Regions from separate parts of the Pan troglodytes genome. Here region 1 is linked to region 2. A link is a contact called in public HiChIP or PLAC-seq data. All regions are on one chromosome and are shown on one strand. Each heading gives the region's core, a stretch centred on a gene start, on an enhancer-like site or on the middle of the called end of the contact. The rest is flanking DNA. Distances are from core to core; before and after follow the strand shown.

Region 1 (4,814 bases), core at 120-2,619, 160 kb after region 2:
CACTTGCTCTATACCAATGAGCTCCTTAACAGCAGTAACTGTGGCTGTGTCAGCTCTGTATTCCCAGTACCTAGCACAGTAATTGGCACATAGTTGGAATTTAATAACTGTTAGTGGACGGGCACAGTGGCTCATGCCTGTAATCTCAGCACTTTGGGAGGCCGAGGCAGGTGGATCACCTGAGGTCAGGAGTTCGAGACCAGCCTGGCCAACCTGGCAAAACTCCGTCTCTACTGAAAATACAAAAATTAGCTAGGCGTGGTGGCGGGTGCCTGTCGTCCCAGCTACTCGGGAGGCTGAGGCAGGAGAATCGTTTGAACCTGGGAGGTGGAGGTTGCAGTGAGCCAAGATTGCACCACGGCACTCCAGCGTGGGTGACAGAGCGAGACCCTGTCTCATAATAATAATAATTTTAGTGAGTTTGGTTTTGGATGACTGAGGGACATCCAGATGGAGAAATGTCCAGTCAGAGAAGAGTGGTGGTAGTGCCTGTTATTGGCTTAAAAGTGATGGTTGAAGTTCTGAATAAGAATTACATAAGCATGGGATGATAAACTAATAAAAATGCTGAGGTAGGACCTCTCATTTAGGGAGTAGGCCAAGGAAAAGAAGCCAGAAAAAGGAGACTAGGAAGAAGCTGCCAAGAGCAGCAGGAGTGTCCCTGGCATATAATAGACACCCAGTAAATATTTATTGAATGAAAAAATTAGGGTTTAAAAAATTTATTTGGCTTTGAGGGTACTTGGGAGTTCATGATGCCCAAAAAGGGATGTTTGTAAACAATGAACACATTTCACTCTGGTTTTTATGAATAGATTTTTTAAAAATCTTTTTTTTTGAGATGGGGGTCTCACTATGTTGCCCAGGCTGGTCTCAAATTCCTTGGCTCAAGTGATCCTCCCACCTCTGTGCTGGGATTACAGACGTGAGCCACCAGGCCCGGCTCAGCTTTTTTATCACAAAATCTGTATATATTCATTGTTGAAACATGAGAAGAAAACACAGATAAAAAGAACTAAAAAGCAAACATAATCCTGTACAAAGGTACCGTATCCAAGTTATTCATACCTTTCAGACCTCATCCTGTGTATATCCATATTTTTAACTTAAAAGGGGTCAGTTTGTAACTTGCTTTTTGCATTTGACAGTTTGGAGAATCATTTCCAAGGGAACATTCTCATACATGATTTCTAATGGCATCCCACTGTAGGCCACGTTAGCATTCCTAAATACGGTAATGCTTCCCAAAGTGGGAATGGGGAGAAGCAGAGCCTTTCTGACCCGCCTCGGGACGGGTGCAGGGGTGAGCGAGAGAGGGGGCGCTCCTCCCGCTCAAGCGAGGACCCAGGCCTGCGGGCGGCCGGGCGGGAGCGCTGCAGAGCCGGAGGAAGGGGCGGGACAGCGCGGCGCGGGGCGGGGCTGCGCTTAGCGGTTACTCCGGGCGGGCCGTTCAAACCTAAGGAGGTAAAGGCAGCGGCCCCACGCGAAGCTGGCGTGGGGGTTGCCATAGCCCGCATCCCAGGGGGCGAGGCCGAGGCTTCTCCCCGGCGCATCCAGCGGCTGCTGCCCGGCTCCTCTCCCACCTGTCCGCTTCGGCGCCTCGCCCGGCCCCGCGGCCTCCAGGCAGGCGGCGGGGGGACCCCAGGCGAGTGCCCGTTAGCGGGTCTCCCGGCGGCCCGGCCCCGCGTCGCCCTGTGTCTTCCAGGTGCTGGGCCTAGGGAGGCGCGCGGCAGCCCTCACTCCTCCGCTCCCGGTGACTCCAGCCCATCCCCTGCTGCCCTTGGCTTTCTGGGCCTAGCGGATCTTTGACGCCCTGGTGAGACCGTTACCCACCCGCCCGCCATAGCTCCTCGGGGGAGTCAGTGCCAGGCTGCAGCACACATTGCCTTTTCAGGAACCCGAATTTGGGGAGTTTACTCATGTCTAAGTCCAGCTGGAGAAAACAAGGATATTAAGATAACTATTTTCTGGAGGGCTGAAGGAAATTCAAAATGATTTAGACCTTCTCAAGTGTTAGGAATAATCCCTGCGGCATGCACCCTGTGTACCCTTCGACTTTGAGCAATCATGATGCTGCTGCACCTTTCAATTAATTGTGCAAACTAAAGTTTTCCTCTTTAAGTGGCATTATTTTGGCATGAATTTTAAAGACAAAGATGAGAGAATTTCTTGTTTGGAAGCCTACGTAACTTTCACATCTAAGAGCTCAAGATTTACTGATGGTAAGAGTTTCCACTTTAACAAATGAAGAACATTTGGGTTTAATGTAAGTATTTCATTCTCTGATGTGGTAGGTGCTTTTTCTTTTTTTTCTTTTTCTTTTTTCTTTCTTTTTTTTTTGAGACGGAGTCGCTCTGTCGCCCAGGCTGGAGTGCAGTGGCGCGATCTCGGCTCACTGCAAGCTCCGCCTCCCGGGTTCAGGCCATTCTCCTGCCTCAGCCTCCCGAGTAGCTGGGACTACAGGCGCCCGCCACCACGCCCGGATAATTTTTTTGTATTTTTAGTGGAGACGGGGTTTCACCGTGTTAGCCAGGATGGTCTCGCTCTCCTGACCTCGTGATCCGCCCGCCCCGGCCTCCCAAAGTGCTGGGATTACGGGCGTGAGCCACCGCGCCCGGCCGCTGCTTTTTTTTTTTTTTTTTCTTAAAGAACACTTTAGGAATAAGTTTTCTCGCCTTTTATCAGAAGCCTAGTTTTTAAAAATGAATATCGAAGAGGCTTGATTGATTTATCCGTGAACTGTTGAGTCCATAAAATACAACAGACAGTCCATGATTTTACATGAATAATTTTAAAGTTCAGTTGCGAAGAACCACGTTTGAGACCAACGTCTTGGGGTAGTAGAAAGATGAAAATGATAGCAGAGAAAGGACATTGGAGGCAACTTCAAGTGTGTAGATGAACAGAAACAATTTTTTTTTTTAAGAGATGGGGTCTCACTATGTTACCCAGGCTGGTCTTAAACTCCTGGACTCAAGCATTTCTCCCGCCGCGGCCTCCTAAAGTGCTGGGATTACAGGCGTGAGCCACCGGCCAGAATAGATTTTTGGATAACATTTTAGGGGAAAGAGATAATATCTGCATTCCCCACTTTGTTTTTAACAATTTGCCTCTGAGTTTCCCAAATTCTAGCATTGTGAGACACCTAGTGGTGAAGTAGCAGTACAATTGCCATAACCTTTTAAAAGGACCGTGACCTGCCGGGCGCGTTGGCTATTGCCTGTAATCCCAGCACTTTGGGAGGCCAAGGTTGGGTGGATCACCTGAGGTCAGGAGTTCGAGACCAGCCTGGCCAACATGGCGAAAGCCCGTCTCTACTAAAAATACACAAATTAGCCGGGCGTGGTGGTGGGCGCCTGTAATCCCAGTCAGTGGGGAAGCTGATACAGGAAAATTGGTTGAACCCGGGAGGCAGAGGCTGCAGTGAGCAGAAATCACGCCACTGCACTCCAGCCTGGGCGAAAAAGCAAGACTCCGTCTCATAAAAAATAAAAAAATTAAAAATTAAAAATAAAAGGGCTGTGACGCAAATTGAGTGAAAAGTGTTATTTAACAGAATTACCTTCAGAGAGGGAGAAAACAGTTCATGGGTGGAGATGTAATTTTAATATGCATTCTACTTTATTAATTTAATATTTGTAAAACAATTGTTTAAAAATATAACAAAATTATAAAAAAGCAATTTGATAAATCTATTTGGTTTGTGACCATGTGCAGAAGTTAGCAGTGATCTGAGAGGATGTAGATCAGAAGGGGACATGTATGACATTTATCAAAAACGAGTATAGATTTAAAAGGTTAAAAAATACTTAGACTTTGTTTAGTAAAAATAATCTTTTAATGATCATCAAACCATAAAGAAATATTTTGTGTTTAGAGTAGCAATTTGCTTTTGTAACAAAGATCATTCACTCATATATTTGATTAAATTTAAGCATAAATAAATTACTGTCGCATTACAGCCAATAAATAGATCTTCCCAGGATCTTTTAATGGAGAAAAATTGTGCATTTGTCCTGGAGAAAACTTTGAAGGAATGACAGTCTTCTTCATGTCCTTTGAATCATCTGGAAAAATATCAAAAACTATAATAAATTTTTTTCTTAACACTATTTTTGTCAAAACAAATTTGTTAGCTTTAAGATTTATTTCAAGTTTCTAAAAAGAAGGAATGTGATGACACTGTTGAAAAGTTTAAGGAGTAAAATATTTCTTAGTGTCATTCCTTGCTCATGTAACTACTGAGTAACTGTTCTTTAAGTAATTGAGTTGCATTCTTTATTTGCAACTTCAAGAATATTTTAAATGGTGGTTTTCCCATAAATAGTTGCCTATTAACTGTGAATTCAAGGCTGAAACTGGACCTTGCATCACAAAATATTTAGAAAGTGAGATATGAATAAGTACAACATGCCAAGTTTGAAATGGCCCTATCTGTGGTGCAGTGGTTCATTACGGTTAGCTCAAGAAGAATGTGTTAGTAGTTCATCGATGAGCCAGTCTTTGCAAAGTCTTAAGTCTGGGAATTCACATCTCGTGAATGGTTATGGGGACTAGGTTTCTACAACAGGTCTATGTTACATGTTTGAACATTACTTGAGTTGTTCAGCCTGATTGCAGGTAGATCTAGAGGCAGCACTCATTATTTGACACATTCCCCAAGGTGTTTAAAAAGTAGCATATAGCATTTTTTGAGTAGACTAATATAGGCTGGCACAAATAAGCTGGAATATTAAAATCAAAATTGTTTAGTTCTGTGAAAATCATAAGGTAATAAAATAATCTAAAAATAATGCTTCTAGGTTTTTTTCTCT
Region 2 (5,647 bases), core at 2,014-4,513:
GCTGTTCCTCCGTCTTCCCCACCTCCTAACTAGTTTGCCTTCTTCTTGTCTTATAGAATCCAGCTCAAATGTCAGAAGAATTGACGTTAGTTTGAGAGACCAAACTAAGTTACAGCCTCTCTGGTTTCTGTTACTCTGGTAAGTGTATTTCCTTTTCATTATTTTTCCTTCTTTATTCCTCATCCCCCAATGTAAGCACCATGCAAACGGATATGTAGGCTTTTTCATTGCTATAGTCTCAGTGCCTGTAATGGCAAACACCCCATCTCCAATATAGTAAGCATTCAAATGTTTATCGAATTGATGTTAAATGAATTAGAAGAGAGGAGGGAAACAAAAGAGAATACTGCCAAAAATTAAGGCACCTGGGGCCAATTAGGCTTTTGCAGTATTCCAGTGAGAAATGATGAGGCCCCGGCAGTGGTTTCCAACCTTGATCGTGCATTGGAATTACCTGGAAAGAGGTTATTTATTTATTTTTGTTGTCGTTGTTGTTTTGTTTTGTTTGAGACGGAGTCTCGCTCTATTGCCCAGGCTGGAGTGCAGTGGCACAATCTCAGCTCGCTGCAACCTCTGCCTCCCAGGTTCAAGCGACTCATGCCTCAGTCTCCCGAGGAGCTGGGATTACAGGAGTGTGCCACCATGCCCAGCCAATTTTTGTATTTTTTATAGAGATGAAGTTTCATCATGTTGTCCAGGCTGGTATCAAACTCCTGGCCTCAAGTGATCCACTCACCTAAGCCTCCCAAAGTGCCGGGATTACAGGCGTGAGCCACTGCGCCCGGTTTTCTTTCTTTCTTTCTCTCCCTCCCTCCTTTCATTCTTTCTTGAGACAGGGTCTCACTCTGTCGCCCAGGCTGGAGGCCAGTGGTGTGACCAGGGCTCACTGCTGCCTTGACCTCCTAAGGCTATGGAGATGATCCTCCTGCCTCAGCCCCCTGGAGTAGCTGGGACTGCAGACGTGGGCCACCATGCCAGGCTAATTTTTGTATTTTCGCCATCTTGCTCAGGCTGGTCTTGAACTCCTGGACTCAAGTGATCCAACCACCTCTGCTTCTCAAAGTGCTAGGACTACAGGTGTGTGCCACCGTGCCCAGCACACTTGGGGAGTTTTAAAAACTACTGATGCCTGAGCACCACCATCAGTGATTCTGATTTAATTGTTGGGTGCAACGTGGACATAAGAATATGCAGCCAAATTTGAAAACACTGCTCTAAAAGCAGAGGGAGATATAGAACAGAGAGCACAGGGATATTTCCGGGGTATAATAAACAGGACTTGGTGGTTAGTTATGAATTGGAAGGGACAAAAAGAATGGGGCCTGGGAACAATCCTAGGTTTCTGGCTTGTGTCTGGGTGAATGAAAGAAGCATGCTTTGAGGAAAGGACAAACTACATCTTGGACAGCCCGAGTCTGAGGTGCCTCTAGGAATTCAAGTTGGGGATGTTCAATGGGTATTTGTTTTTTAATAGATTTATTTGGCCTAGTGAAGAATAGAAAGTCCTTCTAATTTTTAGGAAGACAAGAAAGCCAGAAGCAGCATCTCTGGAAAATATGACCGTTGTACAGAGTGTAAGACCATTTTCATTCCGCACAGCTTCTTTATTCAAAATCCCCTTTCAAGCCAGTGCCCCATCTGTGCTGAAATGTTGTTTAACGTGTTGATATATTTTCTTTCTTTATTTTTTTTTTTTGAGACGGAGTCTCGCTCTATCGCCCAGGCTGGAGTGCAGTGGCGCGATCTCGGCTCACTACAAGCTCCGCCGCCCGGGTTCACGCCATTCTCCTGCCTCAGCCTCCCGAGTAGCTGGGACTACAGGCGCCCGCCACCACGCCCAGCTAATTTTTTGTATTTTTAGTAGAGACGGGGTTTCACTATGTTAGCCAGGATGGTCTCGATCTCCTGACCTCGTGATCCGTCCGCCTCGGCCTCCCAAAGTGCTAGGATTACAGGCGTGAGCCACCAATTCCGGCCAACATATTGATATATTTTCAAGAAGGATATTATGTATGGGTACTTAACTTACTATTCTTGTGCTATCTGTAGGCTTAAAGCATCCCATATGTAAAGTCGCTGGCAGCCTTCAAGTAGCATTTAAAGGTATAACAGCTTTAAAACTTCCCATAAATGAAAATAAACATACCCATAATTACTTCCTTTAAGATTCCAGGCCAAAGAAACTTAAACCTAAACTGCCTAGCTTGTTCAATTTTCTAATTGGTAAACATTTACTGGGTTACCAAAGATACCAAGTACATTCGGAAAGACCATGGCTCCTTGGTTTGTTTCTAATTTAAATTACACAGACACACTAAACAAGGACTGGGAGAGTGATATATTTAGTTAAGTAACAGATGGCAAATGGACATTCTGTCCAGCCTCTATCACATTCGTTTCTCAGTATTCTATGTTAGAGTGATCTAAATCTTGAAGAGAATAAACCAGGAGGAAATGCACCAGGCCCAGACGGAATTTGTTTATTCAACTAAGAATACCAAGACTAGTGTAGATTGAAACATTCAAAGGGGATATGACTGGCTGAAAAGATATGAGAGGAAGGAACAAATAAAGCTGGATTAAAGTAATTAGGAATGTATTAGAGATGAAATAGGAATTCTGATTACTTGACTGCAAAATAGTAAAAAAAAAAAATGAAATAAAAGAGATGAATGGAAGATACTCTCCAAACCCTCACGTAGGCTTGCTATTGTGGCTAAGTACTGTTCCTAACAGCCTCTGCAAAGACAGGTCCACTAAGAGGGCGGCTGCAGACGCACAGGGTGCTGCCGTCCTCTGGGAAAGGACATTTCCTCGCCGAGAGCTGCAACATCCCGGCACTTCTCTCCCTCGGCCTGCCAATCCAGCAGGTGAACCCTGAGAACACAAAGGAATGAATAATGCCGGGCAAACTGCCAAGAGCCAGGGTCGCCGAGTCTGGCAACTCCCTTCAACCGGGCGCAGCTCCAGCCACCCCGACCTGTCCTTGGAGGAGACGCTCTCTGGGCCACGGAGAACCGGCCAGGGAGACACCGGCCCCACTGCCCGGCGCGCTCGAGGCGAAGTCCCCTCCGCCGGGGACAGGTGTGGGGGCTGCAGTCGGGGCCACCCGGGTGCAGCGGGGCGGCTCCTGCGCGGGCGCGGAACGAACGTGCGCAAGGGAACAACCGCGCGCAAGGGAACAACCGCGTCCAGAGCCGCCCGCAGCGGGCCCGGTGGGCGTGACGCCATGACGCACAGCACGCGGGCGGCGCGCCGGGGCGGGGCGGCCGGGGGCGGGAGGAAGAAGTGGGAGGAGGAGGAGGGGAAAGCGGGGGCTGCGGGAGGGGGAGGTGGTAGTTGCGGCGCTGGTTCCCGGGAGCAGCCGTCGAGCCACAACTGCGGAGGAGGAGTTCGGGAAGGCGGCCGTCGGGACTCCTCCCCTCCATCGTCTCCGCCCCGGTTGAGAGGCGCCTCGGCGCATCGGAGGGACCCTCCCCCGCGCTTCCTCAGGCTGCTGTCGCCGCTGCTGGGAGATGGGCCTACTTGCCCGCCACCCTGCGCTGCCGCCGCTCTGAGGAGTTAAAGGTACGGGCGGGCACCCGGAGGAGCTTGCGCCTCGGAGCGGGAGAGAAGGGGCGGCTCTCGCTTACGACCCAGGGAGCTCTGGCCGGGCCGCAGCCCTAGCGCCCCTGCCCGGGACGGAAATGGATTCGGAAGTCCGGTGGGAAAGGCGTCTCCTCCAGTGTCCAGCGTGGGCTCGGGGCCGTGGCCGGCTTAGGGGGTCAGGCCTCGGGCAGCTCCGGGTCCCCTACCCGGCCCAGGCGCGGGCGCCTCCCGGGCCGCGGGGGCCGAGGTGGAGCGTGGGATCCGCCCCAAGCCCTGTCCTCCTGGTGCCTGTGCGGCCGGCGGCCGGCGGCCGGCCCGGAGATATTGTGACGGGCCGAGGCGGCGCTCCCCTCGAGCTGTCTCCTGCCCCTAAAGCGGGGGAGACCCAAGGGCGGTTGCCGCGGGGAGGCGGCGGGGGCGGAACGCATTCCTGACGGGTGAAATCGGCTCTAACGGGACCGATTTCCGGGCCTCGCTGCAAATTTGGAGCCGGGACATCGCCCCGCAAGCCGTGCTGCCTGGGGCCCTAGGGAGGGGAGCTGTGTTCCGAGGAAGGTTAGTCCGAGACTGCTACCACCTCCTTCAAAAGCAAAAATTACACATCACACCAAAATGGTGTAGCCTTGGGGTGAAGTATGTGTTAACCGGGGTCTTCCGGGATCGTCTCCCCGTGCTAAGCCTTTAGGGTGTTCCCAGCCCTCGCCCGGCAAGTAATACTACTACTTTGAATTTTCAGTTTTTCTTATCTGGGTTCCACTCTGCAGTTGCTCTTTTTTTCCCATTTCCATTAATGGGAAGAAGAAAAAGAAGTTTAGGGTTCATTAACCCCGCGACAAGGGCAGTAAATAAAAAGAGGGAAGAGAGTGGTTAAGGCTATATATGGGAGAGAGAAACGTTTAATTTTTTCCCATTGGCCCTTGGAGATATAAATACACGAACGATGCTTTACTCTGCTTAATGTTTACTGTCCACAATGTTGCAGAATGTTCTGTTGGGGTGACGTTAGAAAAGACGGCGTTTAAGTGCCGTTGCAATTTTCAAACCTAGATGTTGGCTAGAAATGCTAATTTTAAGTGTTAGTAAACAGTAGAGGCTTAAAGCAGCCCTTTGATCGGTTGTCTTAAATTGTGATCCTTACATTCCACTTTTTTTTTTTTTAAAGAACATGGTTCTTTTCATTTTTTAAAAATATCTTTTCTTATTTTAACCTAGATTCATTGAGTTTTGGTTGTTTGAAGTCTGACGGTTTGCCTAAGTTTTATTTTCAGTTTTGCCATTACCCGTCTTAATACACATTTTACCACTTCTGTTTATAATGCAAGCCATTACCGTATTTGCCTGTTTTTGCTTCTTTAACACTGACTGAACTATCTGAATTGAGTTAAAATGTAAATACTTCTCTATTTAGAAAATGGCGATGATCGTATTTTCAAATGTTCTTTCCTTGTTACAGTTTCATGGTAAAAATTTAGAATTAAGTCTTGGGACTTAATAAACCAAATTATGCTAAAAAAACACTTTTAAAATTTGTTAGTTTAATGCCCTGATTAATGTTCTCTTTTTTTAAATTACTGTATAAAATTTAACTGAAGTTTAAATTTTACGTGTCCATGGAAAATATTTTAATGTCATCGCAAGGTGTCTTTGAGGAAAAAATTACAGTTGGCAACTAATGTTAGTGTATTTTTTTCACTATCTTAGCTTCCAGGAGATTCCAGTAAGATTAATTTTTAAAACTGCAGCATCATTTTAGGAGTTGAAGCACAACCTAATTCTTAGTACCAAATAGTGGCCACTGGAAATTTTGTTTTCTCATTTAGGGGATGCCTCAGTTGATCAGTAGACTTAATATAAAGAACTGTCCATACTGTCAACCAGACAGTGTTGGGATTTTTAAACAAATTTTGGTGATTTCTTGAGTTTTTGATGTATTTTGTTTGACTGAAACTTATTTTCTGCCTAACACACGAGAGGTGCTAAGATTCCTATTTTTAAAGATACTTCATTCAAGAAAATGGATGAATAAATAAAATACTTAGCATCTTGGTGGAAAGTAAAT

What was found. HiChIP or PLAC-seq counts read pairs in DNA pulled down with a chosen protein or histone mark.
Region 1: a contact with region 2 is called in an H3K4me3 HiChIP or PLAC-seq map of stem cell-derived excitatory neurons, with 2.0 times the contacts expected there. The contact joins the promoter of FBXO43 here to the promoter of RNF19A in region 2. A contact is called at or near these places in 1 of 7 Hi-C or Micro-C datasets (stem cell-derived neural progenitor cells) and 1 of 1 datasets of contacts at active chromatin or transcription factors (stem cell-derived excitatory neurons).

The regions. Positions count from the first base shown.
Region 1 is chr7:110,386,936-110,391,749 of NHGRI_mPanTro3-v2.0_pri, reverse strand. FBXO43 (F-box protein 43) reads left to right here and starts at 1,369. Exons shown (of 5, transcript XM_001151379.4): 1 at 1,369-2,222. The coding sequence starts at 2,138.
Region 2 is chr7:110,551,793-110,557,439 of NHGRI_mPanTro3-v2.0_pri, reverse strand. It overlaps RNF19A (ring finger protein 19A, RBR E3 ubiquitin protein ligase), which reads left to right and starts at 3,263. Exons shown (of 15, transcript XM_063816482.1): 1 at 3,263-3,567.